Regions from separate parts of the Mus musculus genome. Here region 2 is linked to region 1. A link is a contact called in public HiChIP or PLAC-seq data. All regions are on one chromosome and are shown on one strand. Each heading gives the region's core, a stretch centred on a gene start, on an enhancer-like site or on the middle of the called end of the contact. The rest is flanking DNA. Distances are from core to core; before and after follow the strand shown. Region 1 overlaps Gm31012 (a long non-coding RNA gene). Region 2 overlaps Gm31175 (a long non-coding RNA gene).

Region 1 (4,692 bases), core at 1,067-3,566:
ACTTCAAATGTTGACTTCCAGAGCTGGCAAACCACAGCCTAGGGAGGGCAGGGTGTGCTACCACAGGTGGGGCACATGTGTGGGGTGCCTACAGCAAATGCCCTCTGAGTGAAAAAAGAGACCATCGGTGTCTGCCTTCACCAGCCACACCACTGCCCTCCACACAGAAAGCCTGTCTTGGGAACGGTAGCAAAGAACTACTGGGGACCCCGCATTCTCTTGTCTGCTGGTGGCTGACTGTGGTATCTTTTTATTTGTTTGTTGTTTGTGTTTGAGATGGAGTCTCTTGTGACTCAGGCTTGCCTCAAGCACACCGTACAGCTGAGAATGACCTTGAACATGCTGAGATTGCAGATATTCCCACCACACCCAGTGCACTAGATGGAACTCAAGGCTCTGAATGATGCTCAGAGCTGACCTATGTAGAAGTTGGGTGCGTTTTAACCATTCAACCTCAAGATGTTCTTATTAAGGAGAAACAGGACTGTTGAGAGCTGATGATGGCTCTGAGGCTGAAGAAATAGTTCAGTGGTTAAGAACACTGGCTGCTCACTCAGTCTTGAGGATCAGAGTTCAAATCCCAGCATCCATGTAAGACCCCTGTAACCCTAGTTCTAAGCACTCTTTAGGCCTCTGTGGCACCTGCACACACATATACACATGTGTACTCACACCTGCCTACACATGTGTACATGCGCACTGACAAGTGCTTACACTCTTATACAAGAAAGTAGATTTCTTTTTTTTTTTAAAGAAAAAAGTTATATTTTTAATAATTTTAGTTGGCAAATTAAAAGTATCCATTTAGAGCAAAAGCCAAACCCTTCATTGACATCTAGGAGAGTAACGAACTACTAAATCACTATGAACTCTCATCATAGTCACCAATTCACTTCCCTCCAACAGGAGCTTTCAGTCCCCGTAGTTCATTATTGCTGTTACTATTATTGTGTGACCTGTATGCATCTGTACATGTTCATGCCTGCCAGAGGCCAGAGGTGACTTCTTCAGTCACTTTCCATCTCAGTTTTGGAGACAGGGCCTCATTATACCGGGACCTCATTGATTGGGGGAAGGCAGTGAGCTCTGGGGACCTACCAGGCCCCTCACTCAGGCCTGGTATTATGAACACGCTCTGTGCCATGGAGCCTGGTGTTTCCATGCCTGCTAAGGACTGAACTCAGGGTCCCCTGTTTGTGCACCTCACTGGGTAAGCCATCTCCCCAGCTGAGCTATCTCCCCTTTTTACTCAATTCTTCACATGGCGCCTCCCTCTAGGCAAAACTAAGCCTAGGAAAGTCTGTGGACTTTATTAGCCCACAAGACAAAGCCCAGCAGGACCGTGGAGGGTTTCATCTGTACTGAGGTAGAGACAAACGGAACCCGATGAAGCCCTTAGTTATTACTGTTTTTAAAAGCATGCTCAATTTAAATAAACGTCAAGCCCCACAAGGCAACCGCTAGCACTCGACGCTCATGAAGTTAGCTCAATCATACACCAGAAGAATTTCTTTCTGTTGTGATTAATCTTTTCTGCAGGCTTTCCCAAGCTAAGTAGCAGAGTCTTACTGCGCTCCTGAAGCGGCAACTCTGAGGGCTGAGAAGAAATCGCATCCTCATAGACCTGCCCTGCCCTGCCCTGACCCAGCTGTGAGCATCAGGACCTCTGGAGTCTAGGGAAGCCATGGTCAAGACTCTGCTCTGAGGCCCCCAGGGGCCCTCACGGTTCCCCCAAAGTTTCAATTACTCAATAGTAAGAGTCTATAGCACTGTCAAGTTTTCAACTACAGGCTCCATGTCTACTGGGTAAGACTCCAACGCCTCAGCAGGGCAAACCAGGGATCCGTGATAAATGATGACCCACAAGTGGTCTGGCACTGTGGAGTTTGGCAGTCCTCCTTGGGTGTGATAATTTCCTACCCACCAACCATCCTGTCAGCACGTCGGATTTAAAATATCACACGTGGAACAATGAAAGATTGCCAGCATCTCACCACCACCTTTTGATTAATGAGCCATTCCTCTGAGATGGATTGGCTTGTTTGATTCCGTTACCTGGGATGACTGATGGCTGTTTTAAAAAACACTTAGCGGCAGCGTTGCCCTGCGTGAGATAATTTTCATACGCCTTTTGCAGCCGCATCCAGAATAATTGGACTTTATTGCCTGCCTTCCATGCATGAACCCAAGTTCCCTGGAGAAGCCTAACAGCTTGAGACCCCGCTGCTGTAGTCTTTCCACACTGATCAGCTGCCGTGGTCACAGGAAAGCTCCCACCAGATGGCCGGCCAGCCTTCTAGTGACATTTCCCGTTTCCCGTCCATTACTCACCAACGGAAAATAATGTGACATGAACTCCCCATTTTTGAGTAATATGTGGTTATATCCTTGTGGTTCCTGTGCTAAAGGCAAATGAATTATCATACAGTCGTTTCTTAATTCTCTGGGGAGAAAACAGAAGAGACAGCCGGTCACAGTGTTTGGCTGGGAGGGGGATCGGCACTCTTCAGGCATCCACCACGGCGTTTACATTTAATGTCCTAATTCCTTTTTCTTTCCCTTTTTCTTGTTGCTTATTCTTCTATTGCTCAGGAAAAGTAAGCTTGTCTGCTTAAGACACCAGAGCTCAGTTTTAAGAATAGTTGTCCTTGGACGCCCTGTTTGTGATTACTTCTCCCGGGTGTTCCTTTTCCTGATGCTCTGGTGCAGAAACGAGACATTGGTGGTGGACATTGGTTCTGTTCTGTCTCTAAAGGCCCAGTTTTCTCTTCCACATGGACCCAATTGTCTAGTTCTTTTAGAATTCTTTACTTTTTAGTTTTAGATTTTTTTTTAAAGTTAATTTTTAAAAAGCCGTGTGTTTGTGTGTCTTCGTGGGTGGATGCACACACGGGAGGAATACCGCAGAGACAAGAAGAGGCCATGGGGCCCTGGAGCTGGAGTTACAGGCAGCTGTAAGCCACCCGCGACTGGAGACAAATCCAGGTCCCTCTGCAGAAGCAGTGCAGAGTCTTGAGTGTTGCTCTCCAGTCCCAAGAAGCGTTACTCTTAAAAGCGGTGGCTAATACCCTGAAGTGTTTGACTCTGTGTTTTTCTAGTTCCCTTCTGACCAGAGCCTTGTATGTGACTAGCTTTTAATTATCTAATTGCTATCTTTATTATTAGAGACAAGTGACTAATTATTATATTAATTAATAATTTCTATATTATTAAAGACAAACATTTGAAGCTGACGCACCCTTACCTTGTGCAGGGTGGCGTGTAAGAGAATGATGTCCACCACTGGTCATGGCTAGTCTGTGGGGCCAGCGCTTTATGACCGTTAGGTTTGGTATAGCAGAACTCGGAGCCAAGCTCCACTGATTGGCACAATTTGACCCTTCCCTCTGACTCCAAGCTGTGAATCTCTGTGACTCCAGAAGCCAAGAGCCAAGAAACCCTTCTTTCTGGAAAGTTCCCTCCCCCCCCCCCCCGACATTCCCTTCTCAGACAAAAGGCAACATGGGGTGCAGGTCTCTGCTTACTCTGTTCTCACAGGAGAACAGAGCTAAGAAGCTGTTCATATGGTCCCTTCGTCAGGCAGCCAGCCTAGAGGAACTGGGGTCTCTCGTAGGCTTCACCCCCACAGAGGCATCTGCCCTTGTCCTGGAGATGTGATTTTCCCAAGGTTCCATGCTGCCTACTTACAAATCTGTTCAGTGAAACAACGCCTATGTTACAAGGTAGCGGGACACTCCAGAAGCTGTGGGAAGCTCTCAGAGTGGACCAGAAGGTTCTAAGAAATTACTTCTAGAAGATTCTGGGAATGGCTTCTGTGTCTTCTTCCCATCTCTACCAAAGACAGAGTAAATGGCAGCCTTGCTTGGCTCTCTGTCCTTTGCACTCACCCAGCTAGGACAGACAGCACCCAGGATGATCTGCCCGGAGTGTCCCCTGTTGGTAATTCAACCCTTCACACGCTCATTTGCATCCGCTCAGACGACTGTTGTGGCTACAAAGAAATGTTTTTCCTTAGTAGAATCACAAATAATTTGAACAGAAAGCTACAGACAAGACAGACTAATCATGTTTGAAAGGAGGTATCTCTGCACACAGAAGGTTTTCTGCATCTAAAATGCTCTTTCTCCATCAAAACTCTGTGTGATGGGGCTTCCTGACACGCAGAAAGTGAACAGCTGGCCGAGTTTCTTCCCTCAGGTGAAAAAGTCAAACTCTACATGTGCCTGGGCCCTTTCTGTAGCAACTTTCCTCAGCCACCTGGGTCACCTCGGAGACGATAACCACTGCGGAAGACTGCCTGCACTATTCTCCTTTAACTCCATTTGTGTTTTCTAGTTAGAAACAAATAGCGTGAGGACTGGAGAGATGGTTCAGTGGTTAGGGTCTGCGGCGGCAGCGGCGGCGCATGTCTTTGATTCCTGTTGGGCTAATCCCTTGTGCACTGTGCAAAGGTTGTTTTTGTATGAAGCATCACCTGTATCTCAGTTTTGCAAGCATCTTTTCCATCACCTTCTGATTGGTTTAGTAAAGAGCTGAACAGCCTCTAGCAAAGCAGGAGAGAATAGGTGGGACATCAGGGCAGAGAGGAACTCTGGGTAAGTGTCTGAGGCAGGAGTTTTGCCAGCCAGAGGAAGAAACAAGTGCCAGTAACGAGCCATGTGGTAGGACATAGATTAGTGGAAATGGGCCGAT
Region 2 (4,692 bases), core at 1,621-4,120, 75 kb after region 1:
CAAATGCACAGAGGAGTTTTTGACATGGGCGAAGCTAAACAGTCCTGATGATTTGGATAAACCCTTCCACTCTCGTCCTTGTGGGTCCCCTGCTCAGACCCGTCCTGGGATGGCTCCTCCCGTGACTTTATTTCATCTCGTCTCCTCCAACATTGAAACATATTTCTTTTCCGATGTTTTTCCCTCTGTGGTTCACCTGAAATCCTACATTCCTGTGATTTATTAAAACACTCAAATCTCTTATTTGTGTGTGTGTGTGTGTGTGGTTTTTTTTTTATAAATATACTCTTGACTCTCTGCCAAGCAGAGAGGAATTTGTGCACTCTCTGGTAGGGTCAGGGTTTGATGGGACCTTATGATAGCAGGAGGCCCGGCATGCTGACTGGGTCATTGTTGTGATTACCTGGTGAGCGGGTCTGCCTCCTCAAGTGACTCTCCTGCATGCACTGACCAGAGATGGAGGGAGAGACTCTACTCCCCAGCAGGGATGCTGCCTGGTCCACCTCCTCCCGCCTCTGGGTGCAGGTATACATGGTAAGGCCACTGCCCAGCTGGTTAGAAGGTGGGTAGTGTCAGTCCTGCTCATGGCTTCTCCAAGCATGTCCCCGACCCTGACTTTTCTTAACAAAGGAGAGCCACCCTGTGCCTGTCAGAGCCCAGAGCACCCTGTACCAGCGGAGTTTCATAACACCCTGGCCTTTCCCCAAAGTTGCTTCTGGTGGGAAGAGACAGAGCAAGACCCTGAGTGTTTGCAGAATCTGTTTGACTCTGGATGTGTCCAGGCCAGGTTTCCTGTTGACTTGGTTCTGGTCTTCACAAAGTCAAACAGCCTGTGTTTGAGGAAGAATGCCACAGCAGGAGTGGAAAGAAGGTCCCGACCCTCGGGCGGGTGTTTGGCTGCCTGGTGCTGAGGTCAGAGGAGGGATTGAGATCAGTTCCGTCCCTGTGAGGGGGGCCTGGGTCTGGATAGGATGGAGCTGAGGAAGATGTGTGGACCATTAAGGCTTCTCCAGGCTATTCCAGATAAGGAAGGAAACCTCTATGCCTCTCTCCCCTAAAGTGGATTGCTTTTATTTTCTGATCGATGGCTTTGTTTATTAATTTTTTTGAGACTAATGGGATCTCAGTCCACGTCTGTGGCTGTAAGAACGTACCCCAGACCTGAGTAATCTATAAGCAGCGTTCATCCACCCCTGTAGCTCTGGAAGCATAGAGGTGCACAGCGACTAAGAGTCCGTGCCTCCCGGGAGCTGCTCCCACAGATGGTGTCTTCTGCGCGTCCTTACATGATGCAGAAGATGATAGCTGCCTTGGAACTTTAGGCCACCACTCCTGTCCATACCTCATCATCTCCCACAGATCCGACCTGTTCACACTGCTACATTTCAAGCTTGGCTTCACCACATGGATCTGGGAGGGACACGAACTCGCACATGGTGGCGTTCTGTCACGCTCAACTTCATATCTATTTCTCCCCGCATTTATTCCACGGCGATAGGAAATCTTAATGCACTTTGGTCTCAACCCCAGAGTGTACACTGCAGAGCCTGCCCTAACAAATGTCTTGTCCAACATGAATGAGATTTGTCTTAATCTTTTTTTTTTCTGTTCCTGTGACAAAATATTCCAAGTTAGGTGGTTTATAAAGCAAATGAATTTATAACACATCTAGTGTTTCATAAACTCCAAAATGAAGTTCTGGATCTCCTGTGGCCATCTTGCTGTGTCATAATGTGGAGGACATCCATTGCCAGAGAAGGAGTGTGAGACCAGAAGCAGACGAAGCTCCCGCTTCCCATCGGGACATCCTGTGAGGACATGCATCTCTGTGACCCTGACAGTCCATACTGGATGACAGCAGAGCCCTCCTGGTCCACTCCTTCTTAAAGCCTCACTCTTTTTTTTTTTTAAAGATTTATTTTATTTGTGTTTACTTTATTTGCCCACATGCATTTGCATGTGTACCACATACATGCCTGGTTCCATGGACCCCTGAAACTGGAGTTATAGCTGTAAGCTGCTACGTGGGTGCTGGGAATTGAACCCTGGTCCTCTAGAGTACTATCTGGTGCTCCTAACTGCAGAGCCATCTCTCCAACCCCAAGTCTCACTTCTTCATACTGTCATGATGCCAGTCCAGTTTCAGCATGGCTTTGGCAGGGGGCATTCTAATAATAATAATATAACATAAAATCAAATAATATGCTCCCGATCACAGACTTCAGAGGAAGAAGGGAGACTGGCAGTGTGCCTGGGTAGCAAGATGCTCTGGGTCAGACTGAGCAGTCTTGAAAAAGGAACTAAATGAAATGGGATCAACAGGGAAAGGGCAGGGCAGGGAGAAGGTGCTGGAAGAGGTGACCCAGTTCTTGTTTGTCCTCTGTGAACCTCTGGGCACCGCACACCGACGCGGCAGCAGGCGACCACCGTGATCTCTGCTGCTGAGGGCACTGAGAAAGACTCAGAGCGTGGATAGCTCGCTTATGACTGCCAGTACCCTAAATACTCGCTCCCTCTTGATATCCCGAGACTCAGTGACTGACCGCTGGAGTCAATGTGTTTGTGCCACTGTGAACATTTTTCTCTGGAAAGTGCTGTGAGTGAGCTGCCAACCTCCCAAAAGAGGCTTCATGTGGGTTTCAGCCCAATATCAAAGGAAAAACCATGCAAGTGGCAACAGGCCAGGAGGCCCAAAGTCACTCAAAGCAAAGAAAGCAAGCAGGTGCTGTGGCTAGAAGGGGTCTTCGTCCCCCGAGAATGGGACCCTCTTGTGTTTTTAAAAAAGAAGTAGGCTGGAGAGATGACTAAGCTGTTATAGGTTAAGCTCACAACCAAAAATATAAAAAGGAAGTAGCTATTTGTTATCAGATGCACAGACACACGAATGTATGAAGGCCTAACAAACTGCCTCCAAGTCGCACCCCACAGCCCCCCACTCTTACAGTTCCAAGCATGTCTGACCAGATGCCCTGAAAAACTACAGATGAGGCCCAACATAAAATTGTCAATATCGTTAAGACATGAGATCTCTCTGTGTGTGATTCTTATAGTGTAACCTGATTGTACAGATCTCAAGTGTAAACAGTAGATGACAATGTCATGCTGTAATCCCTAAAGGTTGGGCCCATGAGATAGATCTTTCCTTTACCCTCCAAGGCATTGGGTAGACTGAAGATGGCTTCCATGGTGAAACCCTGCAGGTCATCTCCAGCATCATGGTGGTAGAAACAAGCCTCCAGAGTTCACAGATCTACACTCTTGAAGAACCTCCTCATCACAGACTCACTGAGACTTAACATGGTTTTGTTTTAGGACACAGGGTCTCATCACGTTGCTCAGGCTGGCCTGGAATTCCTGGGCTCAGGTGATCTTTCTGCTGCAGCCTCTTGAGTAGTTGAGTGGTAGATGAAGACTGGCTTGCAGAGAAGTTTGTACAGACCACTGTCACCATGTTTGCTATTATTGGTTGGACTTAACTGAGCGTAAATGTCCCACCTTAGTCACAGCGCATGCATGCTTTCCTGAGCCTACCCCTGTCACTGCAGGATACCCAAGAATCCTTGAAGTATCACCATCTTCATCCTGGAGAGTTCCAGAACACTACAGTAGAATGTAATGTAAAACTGTAATGACCACTGGAGCCTGTCTCTAAATAAGCTCTTTCCTAGCGGTCCTCTTAGGCCTCCAGACCACCAGACTCTGGGCTCCAGCATCGATGTACTTCACAGATAGCTTCAGAATCATGTTTGGGTTGTTAGTTGTATCCGCCCTCCCTCGTAGGGAGTCAAAGTCCTTTGCTCTGGAGACCTTGATAAAAGAAGTCAGGGCAGAAGGCTGGCAAAGATGGGGAAACCAGCTGGGACCACTCAGGGCAGGAGCAGAGGCAATTCACAATGTGGAAATATCAGAACAGGAGGGCTCTGAGCTGGCGGATCAGTCGGGATGTCTAACGTAGCAGAGAACCCCATGTTCTCTGTGACCACAGGGGCAAATGCATTTCTGTTACTGGGTTACATTGCTGCTCTGTGTCTCACATCTTCCCATCTGAGATCTCAACCAATGAAGCAACCATGCCCTGCAAAACATCGAGAGAGGAGTGCACTCACATAACGTTTCTTGGTTAGAGAGTAGGCATTCCCCCGACGTAAGCTCCACGCCCTCAGGTGTAGCCTGCCTCACGGCCAACCATGGTCAATGGGATGGAAATGTATCATTCTTTAACAGGGAATTATGGGTATGAATGATCATGATACCAACCTTAATGACTACAGGCAAGGCATCTCCAGTCGTGTGATAACCTGGGGAAACTGAGGCACTGAGTAGCAATGTGGCTTGCCTGCTGGCTGTAAAGCATGAGGTTGGAGTATCAGCGCCTGCACCACATTCCTTAGCCATCTCTCCTGGTTCTTAGTCCTAAGCCTGAGCTTCCAAGATATTGTCTAAGATGTCTTCCCAGATGCTAATGGGCAGGCAGGGCAGTTTTAACACATGCCAGAGACTTGATTCTCCCTGTGGAGTGTGCGGTTTTCCAAGTCAGAAGAAGGTACAACGTCCCATCTTTTCGCTCTAAGCCTCATGGACCCTGCTGGAGGGGGAAGAGAGTTCCTGACAAAACACTGTGGGGAACAGCAACGTGATGCCACTCATCAAATGGACTCCAATTTGCCCCCGGAGATATGAAATTTGAGTTTG

Evidence for each region. HiChIP or PLAC-seq counts read pairs in DNA pulled down with a chosen protein or histone mark.
Region 2: a contact with region 1 is called in an H3K27ac HiChIP or PLAC-seq map of the HPC-7 cell line, with 6 times the contacts expected there. The contact joins two enhancer-like sites. A contact is called at or near these places in 1 of 39 promoter capture datasets (embryonic stem cells), 7 of 484 Hi-C or Micro-C datasets (the AML12 cell line, the P5424 cell line, cortical neurons and 3 more), 6 of 115 datasets of contacts at active chromatin or transcription factors (the HPC-7 cell line, acute myeloid leukemia and embryonic stem cells) and 1 of 9 other capture datasets (embryonic stem cells).

What each region holds. Positions count from the first base shown.
Region 1 is chr16:93,955,300-93,959,991 of GRCm38.p6, forward strand. Gm31012 (a long non-coding RNA gene) reads left to right here. Exons shown (of 2, transcript XR_385072.3): 2 at 1,540-2,423. It also overlaps a transcript of Cldn14 not described here. Among named protein-coding and RNA genes, the nearest start is that of Cldn14, 28 kb to the left of the region's middle. Within about 2 kb of position 2,317, at least 26 of the 459 cell types and tissues checked have an H3K27ac peak or open chromatin away from gene starts, as enhancers often do. A contact at or near this core is called in the HPC-7 cell line, where this site is marked.
Region 2 is chr16:94,029,576-94,034,267 of GRCm38.p6, forward strand. It overlaps Gm31175 (a long non-coding RNA gene), which reads right to left. Exons shown (of 6, transcript XR_876272.2): 6 at 2,058-4,075. Among named protein-coding and RNA genes, the nearest start is that of 2410003I16Rik, 21 kb to the left of the region's middle. Within about 2 kb of position 2,871, at least 6 of the 459 cell types and tissues checked have an H3K27ac peak or open chromatin away from gene starts, as enhancers often do. A contact at or near this core is called in the HPC-7 cell line, where this site is marked.